Linked DNA regions of Sus scrofa: region 1 is linked to region 2. A link is a contact called in public Hi-C data. All regions are on one chromosome and are shown on one strand. Each heading gives the region's core, a stretch centred on a gene start, on an enhancer-like site or on the middle of the called end of the contact. The rest is flanking DNA. Distances are from core to core; before and after follow the strand shown. Region 1 has its middle 65 kb from the start of NF1. Region 2 has its middle 18 kb from the start of KSR1.

What was found. Hi-C and Micro-C count contacts between places; a contact is called where the count stands out from the background.
Region 1: a Hi-C map of retroperitoneal adipose tissue shows a contact between it and region 2, with 4 times the contacts expected there. The contact joins two enhancer-like sites. A contact is called at or near these places in 3 of 5 promoter capture datasets (fetal liver, fetal skeletal muscle and liver), 32 of 47 Hi-C or Micro-C datasets (adipocytes, adipose tissue, alveolar macrophages and 18 more) and 2 of 2 datasets of contacts at active chromatin or transcription factors (alveolar macrophages and skeletal muscle).

Annotation. Positions count from the first base shown.
Region 1 is chr12:43,816,928-43,822,007 of Sscrofa11.1, forward strand. No RefSeq gene overlaps it. Among named protein-coding and RNA genes, the nearest start is that of NF1, 65 kb to the left of the region's middle. Within about 2 kb of position 2,109, at least 17 of the 83 cell types and tissues checked have an H3K27ac peak or open chromatin away from gene starts, as enhancers often do. A contact at or near this core is called in adipose tissue, alveolar macrophages, mesenteric adipose tissue and 2 more, where this site is marked.
Region 2 is chr12:43,906,157-43,911,379 of Sscrofa11.1, forward strand. No RefSeq gene overlaps it. Among named protein-coding and RNA genes, the nearest start is that of KSR1, 18 kb to the right of the region's middle. Within about 2 kb of position 3,690, at least 32 of the 83 cell types and tissues checked have an H3K27ac peak or open chromatin away from gene starts, as enhancers often do. A contact at or near this core is called in adipose tissue, alveolar macrophages, mesenteric adipose tissue and 2 more, where this site is marked.

The DNA.
Region 1 (5,080 bases), core at 859-3,358, 91 kb before region 2:
AGGCCGGTGGCTACAGCTCTGATTAGACCCCTAGCCTGGAACCTCCATATGCCATGGGAGTGGCCCAAAGAAATGGCAAAAAGACAAAAAAAAAAAAAAAAAAAAAAGATAATTCTCTTTATATAATCCCAAGAGTATTCATCCTGATGGAGTTCACCAATGTTGGCTCATCTGCGTTTTATCATTAAACGAGATTATATTCTTCTAGTGCTGGTCTTGAACATGCCACTATGTAATTGAATAACCTTGGATAAGTCACATAAACCCACTGGGACTTTCTTTTCTTTTTCTTTTCCTCTTTTTTGGCTTTTTAGGGCTGCACCTGAGGCATATGGAGGTTCTCATTTTAGGGGTTGAATCAGAGCTGCAGCTGCTGGCCTACACCACAGCCACAGCAATGCAGGGTCTGTGAACTACACCACAGCTGGATCCTTAACCACTGATCGAGGCCGGGGATCAAACCTGCATCCTCATGGGTACCAGTCGGGTTCCTAATGAGAACTCTGGGCCTTACTTTCTTTCTCTCAAAAATGAGAGGTAAGAGAGTTCCCGTTGTGGCTCAGTGGCTAACGAATCCTACTAGGAACCATGAGGTTGTGGGTTCGATCCCTGGCCTTGCTCAGTGGGTCAAGGATCCGGTGTTGCCATGAGCTGTGGTGTAGTTTGCAGACACGGCTTGGATCTGGCATTGCTGTGGCTCTGGCGTAGGCCAGCGGTATAGCTCGGATTAGACCCCTAGCCTGGGAACTTCCATATGCCTCAGGAGCGGCCCTAGAAAAGACAAAAAAAAAAAAAAATAAAAAAAAAATGAGAGGTAGGAGTTCTCATTGTGGTGTAGGGGAAACGAATCTGAATAGTATGCATGGGGATGCGGGTTCTATCCCTGGCCTCACTCAGTGGGTTAAGGACCTGGCATTGCTGTGAGCTGTGTTACAGGTCACAGATGCAGCTGGGATCCAGTGTTGCTGTGGCTGTGGTGTAGGCCAGTAGCTATAGCTCTGATTTGACCCCTAGCCTGGGAACTTCCGCATGCTGTGGGTGTGGCCCTAAAAAAAAAGAAAAGAAAAAGGAAAGAAAAATGAGAGGTTTTGGGAATGAACCCTACTAGAAACTAGAATTCATGAGGACATTGGTTTGATCCCTGACCTTGATCATTGGGTTAAGGATCCAATGTTGCCGCGAACTGCAGTTTTAGGTCACAGATGCAGCTTGAATCACACGTTGCTGTGGCTGTGGTGTAGGCTGACAGCTACAGCTCCAATTTGACCACTAGCCTGAGAACTTCTATATACCCAGGGTGCAGCCCTAAAAAAAGACCAAAAAAAAAAAAAAAAGTAGAGAGAGAAAGTTCGGATGAAATACTGTACTTCTTCAACTCTGTAAAAAGCCTAAGGGCCATGCAATCCCAACTGTGTCCAGCAGAGGACAGAAGAAGTCACTAAAAGCTCAGAGGTCTCCATCAATCCCTGTCACTAGTGTGAATAGTTTTATGGGAGTCCCTATTTTCTATGTTACTTACCTGATTTTTAAGGTTGTGCCAGGCATGAAGGCAGGTGTGTTTCTTGAAAGATTAAAGCAGAGGTACACTGTCTACTTTGGCCTCTTTGTTTTATTTTTTGGCTTTTCTAGGGCTGCACCCGTGGTATATGGAGGTTCCCAGGCTAGGGGGCAAATCAGAGCTGTAGCCACCAGCCTACACCACAGCCACAGCAACGTGGGATCCGAGCTGTGTCTTCGACCTAGACCACAGCTCATGGCAACGCCAGATCCTTGACCCACTGAGCAAGGCCAGGGAATCGAACCTACAACCTCATGGTTCCTAGTCGGGTTTGTTGACCACCGTGCCATCATGGGATCTCCCTGGGCCTCTTTGTTAATATAAAACCATTTCCCAAATGGTGAGCAAAGGTAAATTGCCTGACAGAAGGTGACACATGGGGCTAGGAGCAGCCTTATACTTAGAGTCAATATAAATAGTAAACTTGCTACAGAAAATTCCATTTCAGAGTTCCTGCTGTGATGCAGTGGGTTAATGATCCGAAAAAGAAAAAAATTTCCATTTCATCAAAAATCTTTTTTCGTAACAAAGCATTCCTAACCCTACTTAATGACCTATTTATTTTAAAAAATATTTACCTCAGCAAAACTCTTTGTCCCCCTCAGCTTTTCTTCTAGTTTTTCTTTTTGACCGCACCTGAGGCATGTGGAAGTTCCCTGGGCTAGGGATTGAAGCCAAGCCAGAGCTGTGACCTAGGCTGCAGCTGTGGCAATGTTGGATCCTTAACCCAAGACGCTGGTCCAGGGATTGAACCGGAGCCTCCACAGAGACAAGCCAGATCATTAACCCACTGCACCACAGCTGGAGCTTCTCCTCCAGCTTCGCTAAGATATAACTGACAGAAAACATTGTGTTAGTTTAAAATGAACAACTCAATAAACTGATACGTATATTGCAAGAAATGATTACCACAATAAGATTAGTCAATGCATCAATCACCTCTCAGTTCAAATTTGAAAAATTCTTGTCACAGTGGGATTAGATTAACATTTCTACAACTACAAATGTAATAAATTCATTGAGTAATAAAAATAAGTACATTTTAAAAATTAAAAAAAATTTTAAAAAAAGATACATGGGAGTTCCCGTTGTGGCACAGTGGTTAACGAATCGACTAGGAACCATGAGGTTGCAGGTTCCATCCCTGGCCTCACTCAGTGGGTGAAGGATCTGGCGTTGCCGTGAGCAGTGGTATAGGTCGAAGACATGGCTGCAATCTGGTGTTGCTGTGGCTGTGGTGTAGGCCAGTGGCTACAGCTCCGATTAGCTCCCTAGCCTGGGAACCTCCATATGCCACCGGTGCAGCCCTAGAAAAGGCAAAAGACCAAAAAAAAAAAAAAAAGAAAAGAAAAATTATTTGCAAAATACACCCCTACAGAGACAGAGACTTCTGATACATATTTAACTAAGATAAGCATTAAAAATAAATAAATAAAAAATAAAATAAAAATTTTAAAAAGAGAAAAAAATAAGATAAGCCTTGTTTTTTAGGCAGACACTGGAGGGCTGGTTTAAACGTGTACTGAGGTGAAGGAATTGAGAATTTAAGAAAGCCCTGAGGCCAGGTCGAACCCATCCCAGCTATTCAAAGAAAATGTAGTATATGCAGAATTTGGTGGTTAAAAATTTAAGCTCTGGGTAAGACAGACCTACCTTTGAACCTTGGTAAAGTTACTTAACGTCCCTAGAGATAAAGTCCTCGGTCAACTTATCTCTAAAGTGAAGACAGTGATAAAGCCTTCGGAGATCCTTGTGAGGATTGAATGAGATAACACATGTGAAGAGTTTAGCAAAGCACCTGACACATACCATGTGATCATCCGGCAGAAGCTGCGGTCCTCCTACATTATTTGTGAGGTATTATGTCTTTAAAGAAAAACAAACAGGGAAGAAACGCACCAGGCCTTCTTCTAAACCTTTGATCTTGACTATCCCAGACTAGGTTGGATGTCTTGTTGAGGACTGCAGCCTCTGCAGCTGACAGACCCTGACCTGGCCCCCTGGCCCCCTGATGGCCACCCCACCCCCGTCTTGGCACCTCAGAGGTGCAGCAGAGGCAACTAGATGCCCAATGCCCATCACACCTCCTGCCAGCCCATCAACAACAGCCAGACACTGCCTCCCTATGAACAGGGACTGTTTGTGGCCTTTCCCCCTCCCAAGCCTTACCCAAAAGCCAAGGTTTGTGATGGGCGTCCAGCTCCCTGCTCAGCCGTGAGTGCTTCCTGCAGATACTCCACCCTTGGCCTCTGGGCCTCTATTTGTTTGTTTGTTTTTGGCTGTGCCCAAGACTTGTGGAAGTTTCAGGGCCAGGGATCGAACCTGTGCTATAGCAATGACCCAAGCCTCAGCTTTTGATAAGGCCGGATCCTTAACCCCCTGCACTACAAGGGAGCTCCCTGGGCCTTTATTTCTTATCTAATATAGCACTTAATTTTCCTTACTGCAGCACTCCATTTGCTGATTGTCATGACTATTTTTCTCCTGCTCTGACGAGCACCCCCAAACAGGGCCTCTGCCCATCTCTCCCACCATCATACACCTGTGGGGCAGCCAGGGAGGACGAACCGGGCTCCGAGGAGAGCAGGGAGCCTGGAGTATGTTCCTTAGGAGAGAGAAGCTGTGTGGTGCGGGGCTTCTTGGAGGAAGTGTCTAAGCTGTGTGGCAGGCAGGGGAGGCCAGGCAGCAGGTTCCTGAGCCACTCAGAGGGGGACAAGCAGCGGCATGATTGAAGACGCCACTCCAGATCTGATACGGTGTACAACGCCTGGCAGGGCTGGGGTCCAGCAGGGATGGGAAGAAACAGGATCTGCTGTGATCTGCCCACATTCCAAGACCATTCCAAGGATCCTCGCCAGGTGCCAAAGGACCTCCAAGCCACTTGTGTTCGAAACGGAAGACTAAAAGCAGGACAGTCCTTTCTTTATGCTGACTCAGAATTGCTTGGAAAGGGTTTAAATGCTTAGGGTTTCTGTTTATTTAAACGAAAAGAAAGTGGAAGGAAGTATTGATTCAAAAAGAAACTTTCTGCTTCCGTCTGAAGATAACTGATTCTGACTCTGGCTCTATACCCCTCTGACCTTGCTTTTGGTGCCTGCACGGGAGCCCTGGGGTAATGACAGCAAGCCCCCACCTTGAGAAATGAGTGCACCTTGAGAAATGAGTGAGTGCAGTCTGTGACTGCCGGTAAGGGGTGGCCACGCACCCTGAACACGTCACGGGAGACATGCTGCAGTTAATGCGATTCAAGATGTTTCTATAAAACTCAAAAGACAACTCACACCCAGTAGGATGTGAACTATCCCCCAAACCCCCCAGAAAATAACAAGTCTTGGTGAGGATGTGCAGCAATTGGAACTCCAGTGCATTGTTGCTGGGAATGCAAAATGGTGCAGACTTTATGGAAAATGGTAGGGAGGTTCCTCAAAAAAAAATAAAAATAGAACTACCATATGATCCAGCAATTCCACTTGTGGGTGTATACGTGAAAGAATTCAAAATAGGGTTTGTTTGGTTGGTTGG
Region 2 (5,223 bases), core at 2,440-4,939:
TTAGTGATATGATAGAAATCTAGGAACTTTATCCACTTGTGATAACAGAGAAGTTGCTCTTCTGGTCTCAGAGTAAATCCTGTATTTCCTATACTAAAGGAAAATCTATAGTATTATGATGATAGTGATTTGGGGAGTTTTTTGTTTGGTCGTTTTCTGTTTTTTAGGTCCACACTTGTGGCATATGGAAATTCCCAGGCTAGGGGTGGACTTGGAGCTGCAGCTGCCAGCCTACACACAGCCACAGCAATGCTGGTTCCTTAACCCACTGAGCGGGGCCAGGAATCAAACCCGCATCCTCATAACCACTGAGCCACAACTCTAACTCCTAATGGGTCTTTTTAAAAATTGTCCTCCAGGAGTTCCTGTGTTGGGAGTTGGGATGAGAGGCCCAGCGCTAGCCCATTCAGCTTGTGCTGGGCAGAGAAAGAAGTTCCCTCAGACCGGGTCACGCTGTTCAACACCTGACGAAGACCCAGCCTTCTAGGCTTGGCCCCATTTGGCCTCAGATCAGGAGGATGTTCATATAGCAGGTTGACCCAGTTTCTCACCCCAGGGCCGGCTGCCCAGAGGACTTTGCGGAAATGCTGGCTAAGGCTGCATCTCAAGATAGACTGGGATTATTTCTGGCCTAACTGCTTAACAGCCTGTGGCTTCTGGAGCTTTGATATTTAAAAATGCTATAACAGGGCATTCCCCTTGTGGCTCAGTGGTAGAGGATCTGACTAGTATCCATGAGGACACGGGTTTGATCCCTGGCCTCGCTTAGTGGGTTAAGGATCCGGTGTTGCTGTGAGCTACGGTGTAGGTTGAGGCTCAGATTCTGCATGTCTGTGGCTGTGGCATAGGCTGGCATCTGCAGCTCTGATTGGACCCCAAGCCTGGGAACTTACAAAAAGCTGTAACAGTGCCTCCCCTCCATGAGTAGAGTTAAGCTTTTATTTTGTATCTGCAGCGTCAGGTACCTGGCAGGCATTCAGCATGTTTTACTACCATTTATTGAGCACTGGCAGTGGTGCTCATTGCTATTCCTGGTGCTTCCCAAGGATTTTGAAGTATTATCCCCATTTTATATTATAGTTGTGGAGGTTCAAAAAGACCAACTCACTCTGCAAGGTCATAGAGCTAAGAAAAAACATCCAGGGCTTAACTTCTAATTACTCTGTCTCGAGTCCTGTTTCTCTCCAAAATGGCCTTGAATGGGTGCTAGACTTTAGGAAAGGCACTCAGTCAACCTCAGACTCCCAAGTTAGTCCCTTTGTGAGTCTGCCCATGCCACGGGGCTAGCCCTGAGGTCAGGTTCAACCTTTCCCAACACACTTCTCCTTTCACTGTATCTTGTAACTAGAAGGAATGACTCCAAATATTTGGGGATTGAAACCCACACAGAAAAAAAATGACTTAAGCCCTGTCCTTTGCCCAATGCCTGGGAAAATTACACTGGATATTCCATTTGTTTTTCCCTCCACATGACTCTCCTTAGGAACTTATCTCAAACGATTCAACTTAAGCTGAAGCAGGAAGCCCCAAAGCAGTCACTGAAGGTGAGAAAGTCAGCTGACCTCAGAGCCACTGGCTTTAAAGATGAACATCAGGTCAGGTTACAAACTGCCACATCCAGGGGAAACCTAAGCCCTTTACACCAGCTGTGTGTGTGGACAAGCTTAGATGGGCTTGCCTGGAACTGACCCAAGGTGGCACTGGGCCAGGTGGAAGAGTTACCCAGTCAACTGATACTGATGCCACCGAAGGAACAGAGACAGTTCCCAGCCAAGGAGCGCCCAAGTCAAGAATAAAGGATCAGATCATTCTTACCATATTCATGGATTAAAAACTATACTTCTATCCCTCCACTTTCGAACATCTCTGGAAGTGGGATGTATTTTAGAATCAATCCTGTCTTCAAAAATTTTCTTTCTTAAGTGGACATACTAATGGTACAGATTACAATCAGTGGCATCCAGGGTTTGATGAAACACAAAACAGTGGAATTTATATACAATTAAAAGGTCCCATGGGGTGTTATAGAAATGTCAGGAGTAGAAGACACCAAAAACAGATGGTAACTGAAGGGTGAGACATAGGGAAGTGAAGGGATCCATGAGCCCTTCCTGAAAAATGGCTTGACAATGAAATTCAGTCAATGAAAATCTAATAAAATCGCAAAATAGCTAACATTTATAGACTTTTACTATGATCCAAGCATTGTCCTAGATGAGTAACCAGTATAATTTAATCACCATAACCTAATGAAGCAGATATTCTCACCCCCCCCCCTTTATAAATCAAGAAACTAAAGTATAGAGAGGTTCACTAACTTACCAAAACTGATAGTAAATGGCAGAGTCAGGATTCAGACCCAGGCTTTCTGACTCCAGGCCCTGAGTGGGGGGAAATGGTAAAAACACTCAATATGCAATTGAGCACAAAGTTCAATTTTGAGCTTTCAGGCAGGCAGAGCAAAATAGGTTAATCACATATATTTATTTTTAATTAAAAAAATGTTTTGGTCTTTTTAGGGCCACACCCATGGTGTATGGAGTTTGCCAGGTTAGGGGGTCGAATTGGAGCTACAGCTGCCAGCCTACGCCACAGCCACAGCAGCTCTGAGCTGTGTCTGTGACCTACACCACAGTTCACGGCAACACCAGATCCTTAATCCACTGAGCAAGGCCAGGGATCAAACCCAAGTCCTCGTGGATAATGGTGGGTTTTTTTAACCACTGAGCCACGACAAGAACTCCCTCCACACATATTTTTAAAGTAATGTCTTCATGACTTCATTGTTTTGAAAGATAAATGCTCATGATTTCTTAAAGTCAAGCTATATGGAAAAAATACAAAAATGACAATGCATACTATTCCTTCTCCCAGAAATAACATAGAAGATCCCATGCATGGTATCTCATTTTGCAACTGAGGGCGTAGGGGAGAGGGCAGAGAGAGAGAGATGTGGAGTGTCCATCCGGGACTTTTCTATAGAAAGTGGTTCACTTTGGCCTGTTTTTGGCACAAAAAATTACTGAAAGGCCACGGACATTGACATATCCTCAGACAAGGCCAAGGAAGAGTCTGGTTAGATACCTATAAGATCATAAGCTTCAGAGTCGAGAAATAACTTGCAATCTTTGCATTAAGTACTCTGTAGTTGTGTAACCTGGGGCAAGTCCCTTAGCCTCTCTGAACCTCCTTTTCCCAATCTGTGAAATTAGACTCATTGTAGTACCTAAACCCAGGATTATTGGGATTAATTGAGAGCAAGCCCCAAAAGCATTTAGTGTGGGGCCTAGTCTTTTATTATTATGCCTAAAAGAGCACACGTCCACAGCAGTAGGGACCTTGGGTGTTTATGATCATCCCCTTCCCCCAGGAGGCAAATGAGAGAATTTTTTAGTGTGTTCTGCGACGGTTTGGTTTTTAGGTTTTTTCCCCTTCCTTCCGTCCTTCTTTCTTTCTTTCTTGGGCCAGGGACTGAATCTGAGCCGCATCTGTGACCTTTGTCCCAGCTGCAGCAGCGCTGGATCTTTAACCCATCCTGCCACAGCGGGAACTTTGTTTTTACTTTAGTTTTGTTTTGTTTTCCTAAAAGAAATGCCAAAGGTCTTAAACGCAGCCACACCCCACTGTGGGCCTCCAGTGAGCAGTCAGATGATCTGGGAGGGTTGGGACCACAGGCAGAGAAGTGGAACTTGGCTGCCTGCCCCCCAAGACACAAGCCCTGGAGCCCAGGGAGGAGCCTCCTTTCACTGGAGGGGAAGGCAGAGAGTCTGTGGGTCGGGGTGTGGGAGTAAGAGGGGAGGCTGCGGCCCCAGATACTCAGGCTATGGGCAGGGACTATCAGAAGAGACTGATAGGAGTTGCTGTTATGGCTCAGTGGTAACCCCACTATTATTCACGAGGACAAGGGTTTGATCCATGGCCTCACTCAGTGGGTTAAAGATCCGGCATTGCCGTGAGCTGTGGTGTAGGTCACAAACCAGGCTCCATTCTGGCGTTGCTGTGGCTGTGGTGTAGGCTGGCAGCTGTGGCTCCAATTTGACTCTTAGCTGGGAACCTCCATATGCCGTCGGTGCAGCCCTAAAAAGACAAAAAAATAAGAGACTGATAGTCCCTGTCAGGCCTGATTCCTGCCTCTGCCCAAGCAGTGGCTGTCCATCATGGCTTCCTTGACATCCTGTGCCTCCCTCTATCTCAGCACCTGTCAACCACACACTCATTCATTCATTCCTGCCTTCCTTCTTGGATTCTTTTACTCATTCACTCACTCAGTGTGTCTTCAGCATTTGCCATATGCCAGACCATGCTGGCACTGGGGAAACCAAGACACAGCTCCTGCCCTCAAAAAATCCCAGTCTAAAAAACAGACAAGGGAGCTCCCTGGTGGCCTAGTGGTTAAGGACCTGGTGTTGTCACTGCTGTGATGTGGGTTCAATCCCTGGCCTGGGGAACTTCAACATGCTGTGGGCATGGCAAAAAATAAAAATAAAAATAAAAAGCAGGAGTTCCCTTCGTGGGTCAATGGTTAATGAACCCGACTGGGATCCATGAGGATGCAGGTTCAATCCCTGGCCTCACTCAGTGGGTTAAGGATCCCGCATTGCTGTGGCTGTGGTGGAGGCTGGCAGCTGTAGCTCCAATTGGACCCCTAGCCTGGGAACTTCCATGTGCCCCAGGTGTGGCCCTAAAAAATAAATAGATTAAATTTTAAAAAATAAAAAGCAGACAAAAACAAACCTGCAAAATTAAACAGCTAAGGAAAAAGACCTCATAATTGCTATAATGGGCCACAGGCATGATCGCTATTCAGGGCCTTTTTTGCTGAGTTTATCACTGGAAGCAACCCAGCTGGCTGACAGCAAAGCCTGCAGCCAAACTGCCAGGGTGGATACCCCTGATCTCTCTAACTAGCTGTGGGACCTCAGGCAGGAACCGAGGCTCTCTGTGCCTCAGTTTGGCTGTAAAATGTAGATAATAGGAGTTTACATCCTCAGAGGGTTGTGATGAGAATTAGAAGAACTAAGACCAGAATGGGGCCCGGCATATCGCACAATATAAGTGTTTATTTTCCTTTTTTCTTTGTTTTTTTTTTTTTAGCTAAAAAGAAAAGGAAGGGAAAGAGAGTAAAGCTCTAAACTCCTTTCTTTAATTAACAGCAAACTTTTTTTTTTTTTTTTTTTTTTTTTTAGGGCTGCATCCACGGCATGGGGAGGTTTCCAGGCTAGG